Linked DNA regions of Mus musculus: all the other regions are linked to region 3. Evidence: chromatin contacts called from public HiCAR-type and promoter capture Hi-C data. All regions are on one chromosome and are shown on one strand. Each heading gives the region's core, a stretch centred on a gene start, on an enhancer-like site or on the middle of the called end of the contact. The rest is flanking DNA. Distances are from core to core; before and after follow the strand shown. Region 1 holds the start of Dlk1 (delta like non-canonical Notch ligand 1). Region 2 holds the start of Klc1 (kinesin light chain 1). Region 3 holds the start of Hsp90aa1 (heat shock protein 90, alpha (cytosolic), class A member 1). Region 4 holds the start of Xrcc3 (X-ray repair complementing defective repair in Chinese hamster cells 3). Region 5 holds the start of Atp5mpl (ATP synthase membrane subunit 6.8PL).

Region 1 (2,700 bases), core at 114-2,613, 1.2 Mb before region 3:
GCAGGAGTCAAGGATCAAACTCAAGTTTGGCTGCAAGCACCTTTACCCAGTGAGCCACCTCCCTGGCCCAATAAATGTATCACTTCACTCAGCTCCTCCTCCTTTGGAGCCTCAGAATGGGGCATGGGGGGCGTCTCAGCTGAGTAAAAGGCACTGAGCCCTTGCTGGGGGGTCTTGCAGGAAAAAGGAATTGCCCCAGGGACACTGGCAGAATCAATACCCACACACACACACACACACACACACACACACACACACTCCCATCCCATCCTCTAAGCCATCCCTGGTTGAAAGCCACTAAGTGAGGGTGTGTGTGTGTGTGTGTGTGTGTGTGTGTGTGCCTGTCTGTCTGTCTGTCTGTCTGTCTGCATTTGACGGTGAACATATTGGTGAACTGTCGACATGTGTCACGGTGAACAAAGATGGATTTGGATTATGTGTGCTTTGGTGTAATTTGTGTGTTTGTTGGGTGATTCCACAAATCTGAGACAGATTTGGGGTCTGGGCATACGTGTTGCTGCGAGGTGTGTACATGTTGGAAAGAATCAGTGCTTTTATGTTTCAGAATGATAAGGCCCAGACTGTGACTGTGGTACCTGCGAGAGGAGGGGGTGGGGGGGGGGGGTGACGCATGATGTCGTCGGTGTTTACCAGTGGTCTCCTGTGTTTACAGGCGGGCTGCGTGGAGGGGCAGCATAGGCAGGAGGACTCTCAGTCTTTTCATAGCTGGCGCTTCCCCTGCTTGGAGCAGATCAGTGTTCCTGCTGCCCTGGTCTGTGACCTGTGCCCCAGGGACAGGCAGTAAGGTTTGCCTGTGCCGAAAGGTGTGTTTGGGTTGGGGGTCCGTGGGGCAAGTGCATCTGCACCTTCCCCAAACTCCACAATGGCAAGGCTCGTCGGAGGGCTTCGGCTTTTCGTGGTGGTTTTCGTGTGTGCATCTGTGATCATGTGCATCTTCCACATCTTCGTGGTGTGCGTTTGGGTCCTCCTGGGCTTCTGACCCGCGCCATGTGTGCGCGGGACTCCAGCCCTAAGTGTCTTACTGTGTCTGTGAGCGTTTTTGTATTCTGAGTGCGTGCAAGGGCTTTCGCCCGCCTGGCTTGGTTCCTGAGACTTGCGCTAAGCGGGCCTGTGTGAGCGCCGCCGCCTCCGCCTCCAGCCGCGTGCTGTCCTGTGTGCGGACCGCGTGCCCATCGTGCGCAGGTACCCGTCTAGCCAAAGAGTGCGGCCGCGTGCTCGAGCCGCTTCCGGGCGCCGCGGCGCTGGGGGGCGGCCCCGCCAGGGGGTGGGTCACCGGGACTGGCCGGCGCCTGCCCCGTGCGCGCGAGGCGTGGGCGTGGGCGGGGGCCGCGGGGGGGGGGACGACAGTACGAAAAGGCGGCGCGCGGGCCGCAGCGGCAGCTCCTCGGCAGCCGCACTTAGCAGCGTGCGCCCCGGTGCAACCCTGGCTTTCTTCCCGCTGGACGCCCGTGCCCCCTTCGTGGTCCGCAACCAGAAGCCCAGCGCAGCCCCCGGAGCAGCCCCTGCACCGCCTCCGCTCCCCGGACCGCGACCCAGGCCGCCCCGAGATGATCGCGACCGGAGCCCTCCTGCGCGTCCTCTTGCTCCTGCTGGCTTTCGGCCACAGCACCTATGGTGAGCCCCCCCTGGCGGTTTGGCTTGCGCCCCCTCTGGGGAAGCCTGCGATGCCCCGCCGACCACCCCACCGACCACCCCATTCTCCCTGTCCCATGCGCCCCAAGTCCCGCCCGTCCCGCCTAACCCTAAGCCCTGCACTGTGCCCGCCTCATCCGCCCTGCACCACTCTTGCTTGTTGAGCCCAATCCCGGGGTCCCAGGGTTTGTGGGAGGTGGAGGGTCCCAGCCCCTTCTAGCCCGGCAGAAGTGGCGTTCAAGAGGGGTGTCGTTGCTCGGATTGAGGAGGTATGAAAAAAAAAAAAAAGAGACTGCGTTGGGAGGTATCCTATTTAAGGAAAAAAAACGTTCTAAGGTGCAACTTTGGGGGTGTCTGTCACGGCTTATGTGCTTAGGAATAGGTCTTGGGGGCTTTGGGGGGGTGACTTTGCAGTCGTAGTCCCTAATTTCCAACAGGAGCACAGCTGGAGCCCCTCTTGCGTGGCGTGTTTCTCTAGGTGAGGGGCTGCGACACTTCTGTCTGCAGAGGCCATCTGTCTTTGGTAGGAGAGAGTTGGCCCCTTCCCGCAGCGACCCCAGCCCTCAATGCGCCAATAGTTGTGAGTGGGGGGTCGGAGGCTGTCTGGGAAGGCCGAAAACTGGTTGAGTAAATGCATACAGTAGGTGTCTATTAAAGTGTCAGACTCCCTTAAGAGCGTCGGAATCTCAGAGGCCCTGCAGAGCTATTGCGCAGTTCTTTTAATGTGACCAGTGTGGGGTAGGAGAAACGTGGGAGGTAGGATTTGGTTGCCTGGTTTAACTAGGGTTAATCTTGGGGTAAAATCTAGCCTTTCACCTGTGGGCTAGGCAGGTGGGCTTGTCTGGGCTTTCCCAGAGACCTCGAAATCTTCCCTTTAGCTCACTTTGCAAATGGGAGGCTAGACAGAATGACCAGGGGTCAAAGGCTACCTCTTCATTGTCCCTCATTCCTACTTTTAGGGGCCTAGGGGCTCTTATTTTCTTTGGGGAGAAAGGTGTCTGCTTTGCACTTGGAGAATCAGGGGTGTGCTGTGCTTAGCCCATGGCT
Region 2 (2,700 bases), core at 83-2,582, 1.1 Mb after region 3:
TCATGCTGAGAGTGATGTATGTCTGCAGCAGGGTTGATTAGCTTGGTCTTTCCTCCTCCCCAACACAGCAGGGGTGCTCCTGTCTCAAGATTTAATGGAGTGTTCTACGCTGGTTCCGTGGTCCTGTTCTTTCCTGTGTGTGTCAGCACAATTTTCTGACCTTGGAGTTTGGGTCATGTGCCACTCCCTCACCACTCTGCCTGCAATTTTACTGTTTTCAACAAGTCAGATTCTGTTTGAGCTTGTTTTTTCTCATTGGAATGGGAGCTGGCCAGCAGACACCATCTGCCACTTTATGTACCTGGGTCTTCCTGTGAGAACCTTGGGAACTTAGTGGATATCAGTTGAAGGGGCAAAAGAACGAGATGATAAAGCTTGAACAAAGCAATGGCAGGGACAGATGAAACAAAAAAGCCCTTTGCTTGCTGAAGAAGTGTGTGCATATACAGGACTCGGAGGGGCAGTGATTGACCCATGGGAAAGAAATGGGCTCCCGCTTAGCCTACTCTTTTCTTTCCAACACCACCTGGGCAGGGGCCGTCATATGCTTTGTTCAGATGTATGGCAGTGGCTGAAGAGCCGGCGACACCCAACATCCAAGCAGCAGTTTGTGTGCTGGGGCAAGTGAAGCCTGCAGTAAAGACTGAACCCACAGCCTCTCCTTAGGCCAACATGGGCTGCTGCGCTCCCCACGGGAGCTGCCCCTTTATTGGCCAGCCTTTGAATTTTCTAGGAGGTCAAAGTAACTGGATCTGCTTGTTAAGATCAAAAGCACCTGCCTCCCTGATGTTGGTAGGTATAAGTGCAGGGTGGAGGACCGCAGCAGGTTCTGGGCAATACCATCAGAAGAGGGAAGCGTTTCCCAAGGTGGGGAGGCTGTGGGCATTCGCAACCCCTCCCCGTTAGTAATACAACCGCGCCATTCTGGAAACGTCTAAAGGCACCTGGAGGGTTCCCAAGCCGGTGGCAGGCAAGCTCGGCCTTGCCACTGACTCAGCGTCCCCTCCAACCCGCTGCTGAGTCAGGCCTGCAGTTGGGGTGCCAGGCGGCTGTGCGAGGCTCAGGAGCAACCTGAGCTGGCAAGCCTGCCCTTTGGGCCAGGCTGGAGGTCGAGCGAGAGCTGCGGCCAGGAGCGAGCCGCAGAGGGTGGGTCCTGGCCGCCTGGCGATCTTCCCGTCCTCCACGGGTGGAGGCGCGGCGAGGGAAGCCTCCCGGTCTGAGGCCACCACACACAGATTAGAGAGGCTCCTGGAGAGCTCCGGGCTGCGGACCCCAGCCTCAGTTTCCCCTGAGCCCCGCCCGGCGGCGCGAGGGCGGGTGACGTCACGGCGCACAGCATTGTGGGGCGGGCGCGGCGCCGGCGACGCCATTTTCGGCGGCGGAGGGTGGCGCGAGGCTGCGGAGCGCGGGTCAGGGTGAGGATGCTGCGGGGCGGCTGCGGAGGCGCCGCTTGCTGCTGAGGCGGCTGGGCTCTGCGCGGCCTCGGCCTGTGACAGCGCGACGAGCGCGACTCTCCCGATCGGACGGTGAGTGCGCGGCCTGGTCCCCGCCCCGCCCCGGGCTCCGCGCGGCTGGTGCGCAGTGCTCCAGACGCGGCCGCGACCCCTTCCCGCCTGCATCCTCCGGGCTGAGGCTTCTGGACCTTTCCGTCCACCGCCGCATCTGCACCCGGCCCTTCCAGGCTGCGATTTTGCTCCTCCGCCCGAACCCAGTCCCCTCCCTGGCCTTTCCATCCCTGTCTGCACCCTGGGGTTCCCTCTCCTCTCCGCTCCGTCCGCGCCCCTCCGTGCTCCGGTCTCTTGTCACCTCTGCCTGCGCGCCAGTAGTCTGCGGTCCTTGTCCTCTCTCAGCCTGTGCACATCCAGCAGGGGTTTCTGTCCTTTCTCCGCCTGCGCCTTTCTAGGCTCGGGTCTCTTGTCACCTCTCTGCGCTCCTCCAATCTGCGGTCCTTGTCCCTGTCTACCTGCGCCCCTGCTTTGGGTCCCTTCCCTGTCACTGGCTGCGCCCCTCCTGGCTGGGGTCTTTGTCGTCATCTCTCTGCCTGTACATCCAGGCTGAGGCTCTTCTCCCTTCCCTTCCTGTTCTGGTTCGGGTCCTGTCCTATCTCTGCCTGTCCCTCTCTGAGTTGAGGTCCTTGTCCCTTCTTCGTCCGTGACCCTCTAGGTTTGGGGCTCAGCTCTCTCTGCCTGCACTCTAGACTTCTGTTCCTGCCCCTTCTCTTCCACTCCCCTCCTGTGTCCCTCAGGCTTCTGTCCCATCTGTGTTCAGGGCCCCGCCCTGACTCGGGCCTCGGGGCGGGGGCGGCCTTCCAATGGCAGCTGTGGGCTTAAGGGACCCAAAGCCTGTCTGCTGAGGTCCTGAAGAGGTGGTGGTGGTGGTAGTGTGTGTGTTGGGGGTCAGCCGACTGGCTTTGTCTCAGGCCTCCCCGCCCTTCTAGCCCCCACCTCTCCCCGGCACCGCCCTGGGTGGCGTGCTGTCATGCTGTGGTCCATGGCCAGTGGCCAGCCAGTCTCTTTCTTTCAGTGGCCGGGTGTGGAATCTCCCTGTGACCTGAATGTGCCCGGCCTGGAGTGCTTTTCCTTGTTACATGTGGAGCCCCCTTCCCGTAAAAAAAAATTAAGGTGTTAATAAAGTAATATTAATATGTGACCGAGTGGATGGCATTATAATGAAGTTTGCAGGCCGTTTCCAGCTGTGTTG
Region 3 (2,700 bases), core at 139-2,638:
AGACACCCCCTACAATTGAATACATTCCTTTTGGCCTATGCCTACCTGTGTCAGTCCTCACTGTGAAGGATCCCCCAGCTGAGGACTCCCAGGCATACTGCTCATCGTCGTTATGCTTCGTGATGACAGTCACTTTCTCAGCAACCAAATAGGCAGAGTAAAAACCAACACCAAACTGGCCAATCATAGAGATATCTGCACCAGCCTGCAAAGCCTCCATGAAGGCTTTGGTGCCCGACTTGGCAATGGTGCCAAGGTTATTGATCAAGTCGGCCTTGGTCATTCCAATCCCGGTATCCACAATGGTCAGGGTTCGGTCCTGTTTGCTGGGAATGAGATTGATGTGCAGCTCCTTCCCCGAGTCCAGTTTACTGGGGTCCGTCAGGCTCTCGTAACGGATTTTATCCAGAGCCTATTAAGAAAAGATTAAAAATGAAAAAACCGTCAAGCGCAAACCCCAAGGTGAAATTTTCAGGGAAAGCAACGTCCAATCCTCCAAGTGGTATACTCACGTCCGATGAATTGGAGATGAGCTCCCTCAGAAAGATCTCTTTGTTCGAGTAGAAGGTATTGATGATCAAGGACATTAACTGGGCAATTTCTGCCTGAAAGGCAAAGGTCTCGACCTCCTCCTCCTCCATTGGTTGGTCTTGGGTCTGGGTTTCCTCAGGCATCTGGAACACAGAGGACGACTCTAAAGCCTCACAGAATGGCTGCAGGCGTGCTAACGACCGCCCCTCCTCTATAGAGGTCTCTTACCGACTCTATTTTGGACTAAGAAAGGGACGAAATAGAAAAGGGCGACGGGGCGGGGGGTGGATGACAAAGGGATGACCTCATTTCAGAATGCGGTAATTACGAAGCGCATGTGCGCGCCTCCGGGAGGACGTTCGGACCCGGGCGGCTCCACGCACGCCGTTCCTAACGGCCACCCTCCCCCAACCCGCCGCTATGGCGCCTCCCTCGCCCGCCCGCGCCTCGGCGGCACCGGCGACAGCCCAACCCTCGCTTCGCTCGCCCCGCGCCCGCCTCGCCGCCGCCACCGCTCCTCCTCGGCGGCCATTGCCGCATCCCCGGCCTGGGGCGTAGATATGAGGCCCGCCTGGGGCCTAGGGTCGGAAGCCATGGCCGCCCACCTCCGCGGGCTGAGGGAACTCGGATGGTGGCCCCGCTGCCGCCGCGGCGCCAGCAACCTACGGCCCTGCTCCCCAAGCCCCCGCTAAGTCCGCCTGCGCCATCACTCACCGTGGCTGAATGAACACGCACGAGACGTGACGCTCCGCACCAGGACACTGAAGCAACTGGCGCGCCGCCCCCTGCGCCGGCCTTATATAGAGGCGGGCCCGCCCAGCGCGCGGCGCTTCTTTCCAGAAGCCTCCGGAACCTTCCGGAAGAACCCTCCCCAACCGTCGCCTCGGCCGCGCGCCCGCGCCTGCGCAATGGACGGGCCCCGCCCCTCCACCTGGAGCGCGCCGAACCCGCGCGGAGAACGAACGCAAGCCCCTCCTCCACAGCCAGGTGCTCTGCACATGCGCAGTCCGGAACGCTCGGCGGGCCGGGCGCCTTCCCGGGCCGCACGCGCGCGCGCGGACGGGCCGGCCAGCGCATGCGCCTGAAGCCTCCATGTGAGCCCTGTGGTCTAAGGCTTCTTTTCCCCGGCGCTCTGTAAAAGGGACGTCCCCATGGGAACGCGCGCGTGTTGTGTGAACCTCGCGGTCCTCTGCGGCGCTTTAGGTCCTTGCAGGCAAAAGGTCCCCCTTCGGGCTCCCTTTGGGAACGCGGACCCCGCAGGAGGCGAGTCCCGCCCCCCCCCTGGCTTCCACCTTGATGGGTGGGGCGCCTCCCGGACTGGGGTTCTGGTTGCGTAGTCTGAATTTCAGGGCTGACCCCGCTGGAGTGTGTTCTGAAGCCTTACAGTGGGCTTACTGAGAGACCTTACACGGTGGGTCTTACAAATCCGTCCAGAGTGCTTGGGGATTTCTCTTTGACCAAAAGCTATGACCCTCAAATTGGGCGTTGTGAGGGATTTTGTATCAAATTTGTGCTACCTTAATTTACTGTAATTTTGGGGCTGGAAAGATGGCTCTTCCAGTAAAGGTGCTTGGGTTTGATATCTGCCACCCAGAGCGTGGGAAAAAAAGCTAGCCTTCAGCGCTGTGTCTCCCACGTGCCCATACACACACACACTCGCACAGTGTGAAAATAAGTGTAAAGGACTAGAGAGATGGCTGGGAGCAGTTAGTGGTGCCAAACACGCACGTTAAGGCAGCTCACAACCACCAGTTACTACAGTTCTTGGAAATAAACTATCCTCTCTGGCCTCCACGGGCACCAGGAACACACATGGTGCACAGGCACACGCAGTCAAAAAATGGTCATATAAAACACTCTATCCTGATTTTTGAAGCACCTTCATATGGTGTACATACGAAGTTACTTTGGGCGATTAACGTGACCCAAAAGATAGTTTCCTTGTTTGTTTATCTTTAATATAGGCTTCGGTTTCACTCCCCATACCTTTCCTTTGGGTTACTCCCACCCTGTATTTCCTATTTCCGCATCTTTTCCTGCTGACAAAACGATTACTAAGATTAGAAAGAAAAGGGCTGGAGAGATAGCTCAGTGGTTAAAAGCATGGACTGGTCTTCCAGAGGACCCAGGTTCAATTCCCAACACCCACAAGGCAGCTCACAGCTGTCC
Region 4 (2,700 bases), core at 94-2,593, 1.1 Mb after region 3:
CAGCATTCCCCAGCTTTTTGTGAGTTTGGGATTTTGAAGGATGGTGGGAGAAATTGAACCTGGTCAGAGAACAACAGAAGAGGCAGCTCCACCGTACCAGAAAGCACAGAGAAAGTCTCCCGAAAGGGGCCCGGAGGGGACAGCACCAGGCCAGTGTGAGGAAAGGCGTGTCCTACAGTACACTGCAATGGGTTCAAATGACAGTGCCAAGAGGCACTAAGGATGGGGTGGAGTGGCTCAGGAGCCAAGTTTGAGGAGGCCGAGGACGTGAGATCTGGTGCTGGGCAGGTTTGGTGGGCTGCCAGTAATCCCAGGGCTCAGAAGGCAGAGACAAGTTCCTCAGAGCAGGCCGACAGGCTGAATCTGTGGACTTTGGGTTCGTAGGGCAAGTGATGGAGGAATATATGTCAGACATCTGCCTTCCACACACGCACACACATCAGTACGGATGCAAACGGACATACACGTATGTACATACAACACACACACATACACCACACCACACAGGGCAGGAGGGAAGGGAGAACATGCTTTCAGACACAAAGCTCTGGCACCAGAACTCAAAGGTCCCCCAAGCCATCGCTACAGCGTCCAGTGGTGAACCAGAGCAATCACAGGGCTTGGTGGAGACTGGACAGAGGACATAGTCAGGGGCGGGTTCTATCTGTGCACCCGCAAATGCCAAGGCCTTGAGGCAGCTAACCTTGCTTTACAAAGTGCCACTGAGCAACTTCTACTTCAACACTGAGAACCTGTGTCTCAGACAAAAGCACAGAGCTCCATGCTCCACTTGGCCGCCTGCCTTCCGGAGAAGTAGGGTTACACCAGCTCATCCCTCCAACTGGGCTAGAGTGTGTCCAATTGTGTCAGAGAGAGAGCAAAGCTCCTGGGTAGCTGATTTGGCCAATTACCCAAAGAAGCTAGAGGGTGAGGCGCGCGCGGTGGCTCACACCTGTATCAGTGCGAGGAAGGCTGAGGCAGGACTGCTGAATCCAAGGCCAGCCTAGGCTACACGCACAATGTGACTCGTCCTTACGAACACCACAAGAAAAACAAAAGTCACAGATCAAATCTGCAGCGAGTGGTCACGCTGTGGCTGGCCTGGGACTCTAGTGCGGAAAGCAGGTCCCGCGCTCAGTTCGATTCCTTCAAACCCCGCTACGGGCTTGAAGGGGTGCCCCGCTGGGGAAGCTCGTTCTTGAGTCCCGACCTGGGGCGCTCGAAACCCACAGTGTCCTCTGTCCTCTCCCGCCACCCCATGTTCGGCCACTCGCGATCAGCTAACTCACCTCCCGGATCAGCGACCCCGCAAGTCTCCCGCGCGCTCCGCCCGCTCCTGAAGCCCCGCCCATCTCAATCTTCTCTTCCAATGAGAGGCCAGAGTCCGAGTCTGCTCCACCCAGAAGAAACGAAGAGGCGCCTACGTGGCTGACTAATTGGCCAATCCGAAGTCACACTCTCCCTAGAGGGGCGAGGGTGCCCCTCCGGTCTTCACCGCCGATTGGTGGCCAGCCGTAGGGGCGGGATCCTTGCACGGATTGGAGAAGGGCGACTCTGGGGCGGATACTACTCTCCGATTGGTTCATATTACGAGCTCTGGCTGCGGATTGGGCTTCGGAGCTGTCATCGTGTCTGCGGGCGGGGCGGGGTGGCGCCTTGTGTGGGCTCAGCGCGGGCGGTGGCGTGAGGGGCTCAGGCGGAGACATGTCCTCGGGGGTGGCCGCGCGTCGCGACGCCAAGAAGCTTGTGCGCTCGCCAAGTGGCCTGCGCATGGTGCCGGAGCACCGCGCCTTCGGAAGCCCTTTCGGCTTGGAGGAGCCGCAGTGGGTTCCGGACAAGGAGGTGCGTCCTAGCCCCCGGGTCCCCAACCCGAGCCGGGGCGTCTCCCGCCTCCGTCCTAGGGACGCTCGGCCGCGGCTCCCCTCCGGGCGTTCCCGCTGTCCCTTCTGCGCTGTGGGGCGTTTTCCATTCCTTGGCGGTCATTGGCTGCGCGGTGCGGAGCCCCGGGGAGGCCCGAGGGGGAGCGGTGGAGCGGCTCACCCGTGAGCCGTGCGCGAGTTTGGGGCTGGAGTGTGTCCGTGGGGCGAGGGTGAGGGAGTCCGCCTCCACCTGCCCACGGAGGAACGGTGCCAAAGGGTTTGCAATCTTCGAAGTTCTAAACTCTGCAAAGCTTGGCCACTTGGGAGAAAATAGGAGCAATTCACGCATTCCATGCGATTTTATTTCAAAGCAAATTAAATATCTTTAAAAGACACCAACGAAAGTACTGGCGACTTTGATAAACTTTGAAACAACTTTTCTTCATTTATTCATGTGTGTATGTGCCTTTGTCCCCAATGTCACAGCGCTGGTGTGTAGATCAGAGGATAATTTGTAGAAGAGAGTTTTCTTAAACCATCTGGGTCCCAGGGACGGAATTCAGGTCTCAGGTGTGGCGGCACGTGCCTTTACTTGGTGAGCTATCTTAATGGCTCGTGTAAATTCATCCATGTTTCTGTTTCTCTCCCTCCTTCCCTTTCTCCCTCTCCTTCCCTTCCTCCCCTCTCCCCCTCCCACCTCCCCGTCCTTGGCCTAGCACTCATAAGATCTGCCTTCAGAGTGCTAGGCATGCACTACCACACGCCTCTACCACACACTGTTGCTATGTTGTCCTCGAACTCCTCCTCCCTCAGCCTCTTGAGTTAAAGATGTGCTTCACCA
Region 5 (2,700 bases), core at 176-2,675, 1.3 Mb after region 3:
TCAAGGCCAGCCTGGTTTATCTACAAACGGAGTTCCAGGATGGTCAGGGCACAGAGAAAACTTGTCTTGACCTCCCACACCCTGAAAAAGAATGTGGTGTCACAGGAGGGTCTGGAAGGAAAAGGTAAACAGAGGATGTGGAGGGACTTCAGTGGTCTTGGTGTTCTCCTCAGCATCGAGGCATCCTGGCACTGTGTCCTTATTCTAAACTGCCATGAGTCCCGACACAGTGAAGGCCTGCTATCCAGTACATTTACACCCCACCCCCACCCCTTTGTCTCTTGCTCCTGGACTTCCATTTTGGTCAGTTTGGTTGTATTTGACTACACAAGTGACATGTTCCCTGTACTCAGTGTGGCCTCTACTCTTCCCACCTAAGTTTCTCTGGCTAACCATATTTCCCAGTTGTTAGTTTTACAATACCAGATTCAATAAAAGATCATCCTACTCGAAGGTCAAATGGCTGTCTACTGAGACTGCCTATGCCTGCAGAGTTTGTGAAAGTGACAGTAACAGCAAGCTATTACCTGGCAGCACACTGTAAAGAGGGGAACATGTCTGAGGTTTATAATGTGGTTTCATACATTTTCAAACATCGGCCTTGCCAAAACCTAACTTGGAAGAAACCTGTGGAATAATGGAAAGAAGGCACTGGCTTTGAAGTGATGTTTCTTGGCACGGATTTTTAGCTGCATCCCTCCCTGAGTAACTTGAGTAGGTAACAAGATGCTCACAGTTGATGGTGGCATGCCCCTTTGCCAGAGCCTATAGTTACACAGGTTCATCCAAGTGTCAGCACAAGGACACAGTCCATGCTGAGTGGACCTCCACTAGAATCTAGCTCCTGGACAACTTCTGTGAGGATGATACTAGGGCCCCTGGCCCTCCAAGTCTTGAGGAGTAATCCCTCTTTCGCATAGAAATTGATGTCTGAGCAAAGTCTTATCTGTCCAAGGGACTGACAACCACCCCTCCCCTCATACAATCAGGAAGACTAACTCCAGAAACACCTTCGCAGTGTGGAGGACTGAACGCCGTGCACATCCCTGCCCTCGGCGTGATGGAGTCCCGGACACTCTTGGGGGACTCTTGGGGATCTGGAGGACTGACCCCGGACACCCCCGCAGTCTGGATGACTCAGCCGGGCACTCTCTCCGTCACAGTCGCGGGGAACCCGGTGGACCCTCCCTGTAGTAGGCGGCGCAGGGGCTGACCCAAGGTCAGCGTGTATCGCAGAGTCCTTCGCCCGCGATCTACCTGGGCCCCACCGCACCCGGTCCCGGACCCTCCTTAGTCCCCCGGGTTGGGAACACAGCAAAAAGCCCAGGTTCCGCTCTTACCTCCGCGGGACCAAGACCACAGGCAACACCAAATTCTGCTACAGAATGGGAAAGGTCACAGAGCACGCAGGCGCCGCGCAGGGCCTGCTGGGAAAGCGGAAGGAGCGGAGACACCAGACGCCGGCTGCCCGGCCTTCCGCGCCTGCGCACCACAGCGCCCCCAGTGGTCGCCCGGGTGTTACAAGCTTCGGAAGGGATTAGTCCAAACCAGGAGGAGCTGGGAGAAGCCTACTGTGTTTCTAGGTGTCATAAAACTGACCAGATTTCCCAGGGTTTGTGGGTTTCCAGGAACAGAGGACTTTCAGTGCTGAAACCAGGACAGTAGATAATCCGGACAAATTGTCCTTAAGTAAATAAGTAAATAAAGCCCCTTTTACATGGTTTATGGCTTTAATCCTAGCCCTCAGGAGGCAGAAGCAGCAGGATAAATGTGACTTTCAGGCCAGCCTGAAAACCTAAACCAAAATTCGCGTGTGTTGGTGCATACCTTTAGTCCCAGCACTCAGGAGGCAGAGGCAGGAAGATCGCTGAGAGTTCAAGCCTAGTCTATTTTTTTTAGTGAGTTCCAGGACAGCCAGAGCTACACAGTGAGAACCTGTCTAAAAAAAAAGAAAAAACAAAAACAAAAACAACCAATCAGACCAAAGGCCAGACATAGTGGCTCGGGTCTTTCATCCCAGCGTTTAAGGGGCAGAGGCACAGGGTGGAGGGTGGAGCGTGGGGCTGTGGGTCTATTGAGTTTGATAGCCTGGGCTACTTAGTGAGACTCTCACACTCCCTCCTCCTCCCCTCTCCCCTCCAACAAACAATAAGAGCAAAGGAAATAAAGCAACAGTGACAAGGGGAAACCCTCTTTACTTGAATTTTTTTTTTTTTTGAGATAGGTCTTTCTGTAACTTGTTATGTAGCCCAGGCTGGCCTCACACTCAGGGATTTGCCTGCCTCTGCCTCCTGTCTTCTTGGATTAAAGGCCTGCACCACTATGCCAGGCTTTTGGCATTTCTTGCCATTTCCCCCTGTATTGCTACAAAAATTTTTGCTCTAATATTTGATTAAGCAGCCATGCTGTGCATAGTAATTATCATTAAAATTGTTGTAAAGCGTTGCAGAGACTTCTGCAGGAACGCTAGGGACTGGACCTAAGGTTTTATGTTTTAAATAAGCATGCTAGCTGGGTGTGTCGTGATATAATCCTAGCACTTGGACAGTAGAGGAAGATGATTAGGGTTTTAAGAGCATCCTGAAACCCTGGTTTGGTTTTTAGAAAACAAAACCAAAACAAATGAACAAAAATTGTTATTGCTTTTTTTTTTAGTTTTTTTTTAAGTTTTTTTTTTTATGTGTATGAGTGTTTTGCTCA

What was found. Promoter capture Hi-C pulls out the DNA fragments that hold promoters and counts their contacts. HiCAR-type assays count read pairs that join an accessible place to other places.
Region 1: a HiCAR-type map of astrocytes shows a contact between it and region 3, with 2.1 times the contacts expected there. The contact joins the promoter of Dlk1 here to the promoter of Hsp90aa1 in region 3. A contact is called at or near these places in 3 of 39 promoter capture datasets (cranial neural crest, hippocampal neurons and pre-B cells) and 1 of 115 datasets of contacts at active chromatin or transcription factors (astrocytes).
Region 2: a promoter capture Hi-C map of liver shows a contact between it and region 3, with 4 times the contacts expected there. The contact joins the promoter of Klc1 here to the promoter of Hsp90aa1 in region 3. A contact is called at or near these places in 2 of 39 promoter capture datasets (liver and pre-B cells), 1 of 115 datasets of contacts at active chromatin or transcription factors (pancreatic cancer cells) and 1 of 9 other capture datasets (pancreatic islet).
Region 4: a promoter capture Hi-C map of pre-B cells shows a contact between it and region 3, with 6 times the contacts expected there. The contact joins the promoter of Xrcc3 here to the promoter of Hsp90aa1 in region 3. A contact is called at or near these places in 3 of 39 promoter capture datasets (cranial neural crest, liver and pre-B cells).
Region 5: a promoter capture Hi-C map of pre-B cells shows a contact between it and region 3, with 8 times the contacts expected there. The contact joins the promoter of Atp5mpl here to the promoter of Hsp90aa1 in region 3. A contact is called at or near these places in 2 of 39 promoter capture datasets (liver and pre-B cells).

Annotation. Positions count from the first base shown.
Region 1 is chr12:109,452,092-109,454,791 of GRCm38.p6, forward strand. It overlaps Dlk1 (delta like non-canonical Notch ligand 1), which reads left to right and starts at 1,364. Exons shown (of 5, transcript NM_010052.5): 1 at 1,364-1,635. The coding sequence starts at 1,569.
Region 2 is chr12:111,757,517-111,760,216 of GRCm38.p6, forward strand. Klc1 (kinesin light chain 1) reads left to right here and starts at 1,333. Exons shown (of 16, transcript NM_001025360.2): 1 at 1,333-1,526.
Region 3 is chr12:110,695,007-110,697,706 of GRCm38.p6, forward strand. Hsp90aa1 (heat shock protein 90, alpha (cytosolic), class A member 1) reads right to left here and starts at 1,389. Exons shown (of 11, transcript NM_010480.5): 1 at 1,246-1,389; 2 at 513-674; 3 at 46-412. The coding sequence starts at 674.
Region 4 is chr12:111,812,536-111,815,235 of GRCm38.p6, forward strand. It overlaps Xrcc3 (X-ray repair complementing defective repair in Chinese hamster cells 3), which reads right to left and starts at 1,344. Exons shown (of 8, transcript NM_028875.3): 1 at 1,290-1,344. It overlaps Zfyve21 (zinc finger, FYVE domain containing 21), which reads left to right and starts at 1,635. Exons shown (of 7, transcript NM_026752.4): 1 at 1,635-1,842. The coding sequence starts at 1,705.
Region 5 is chr12:111,965,584-111,968,283 of GRCm38.p6, forward strand. It overlaps Atp5mpl (ATP synthase membrane subunit 6.8PL), which reads right to left and starts at 1,426. Exons shown (of 4, transcript NM_027360.3): 1 at 1,341-1,426.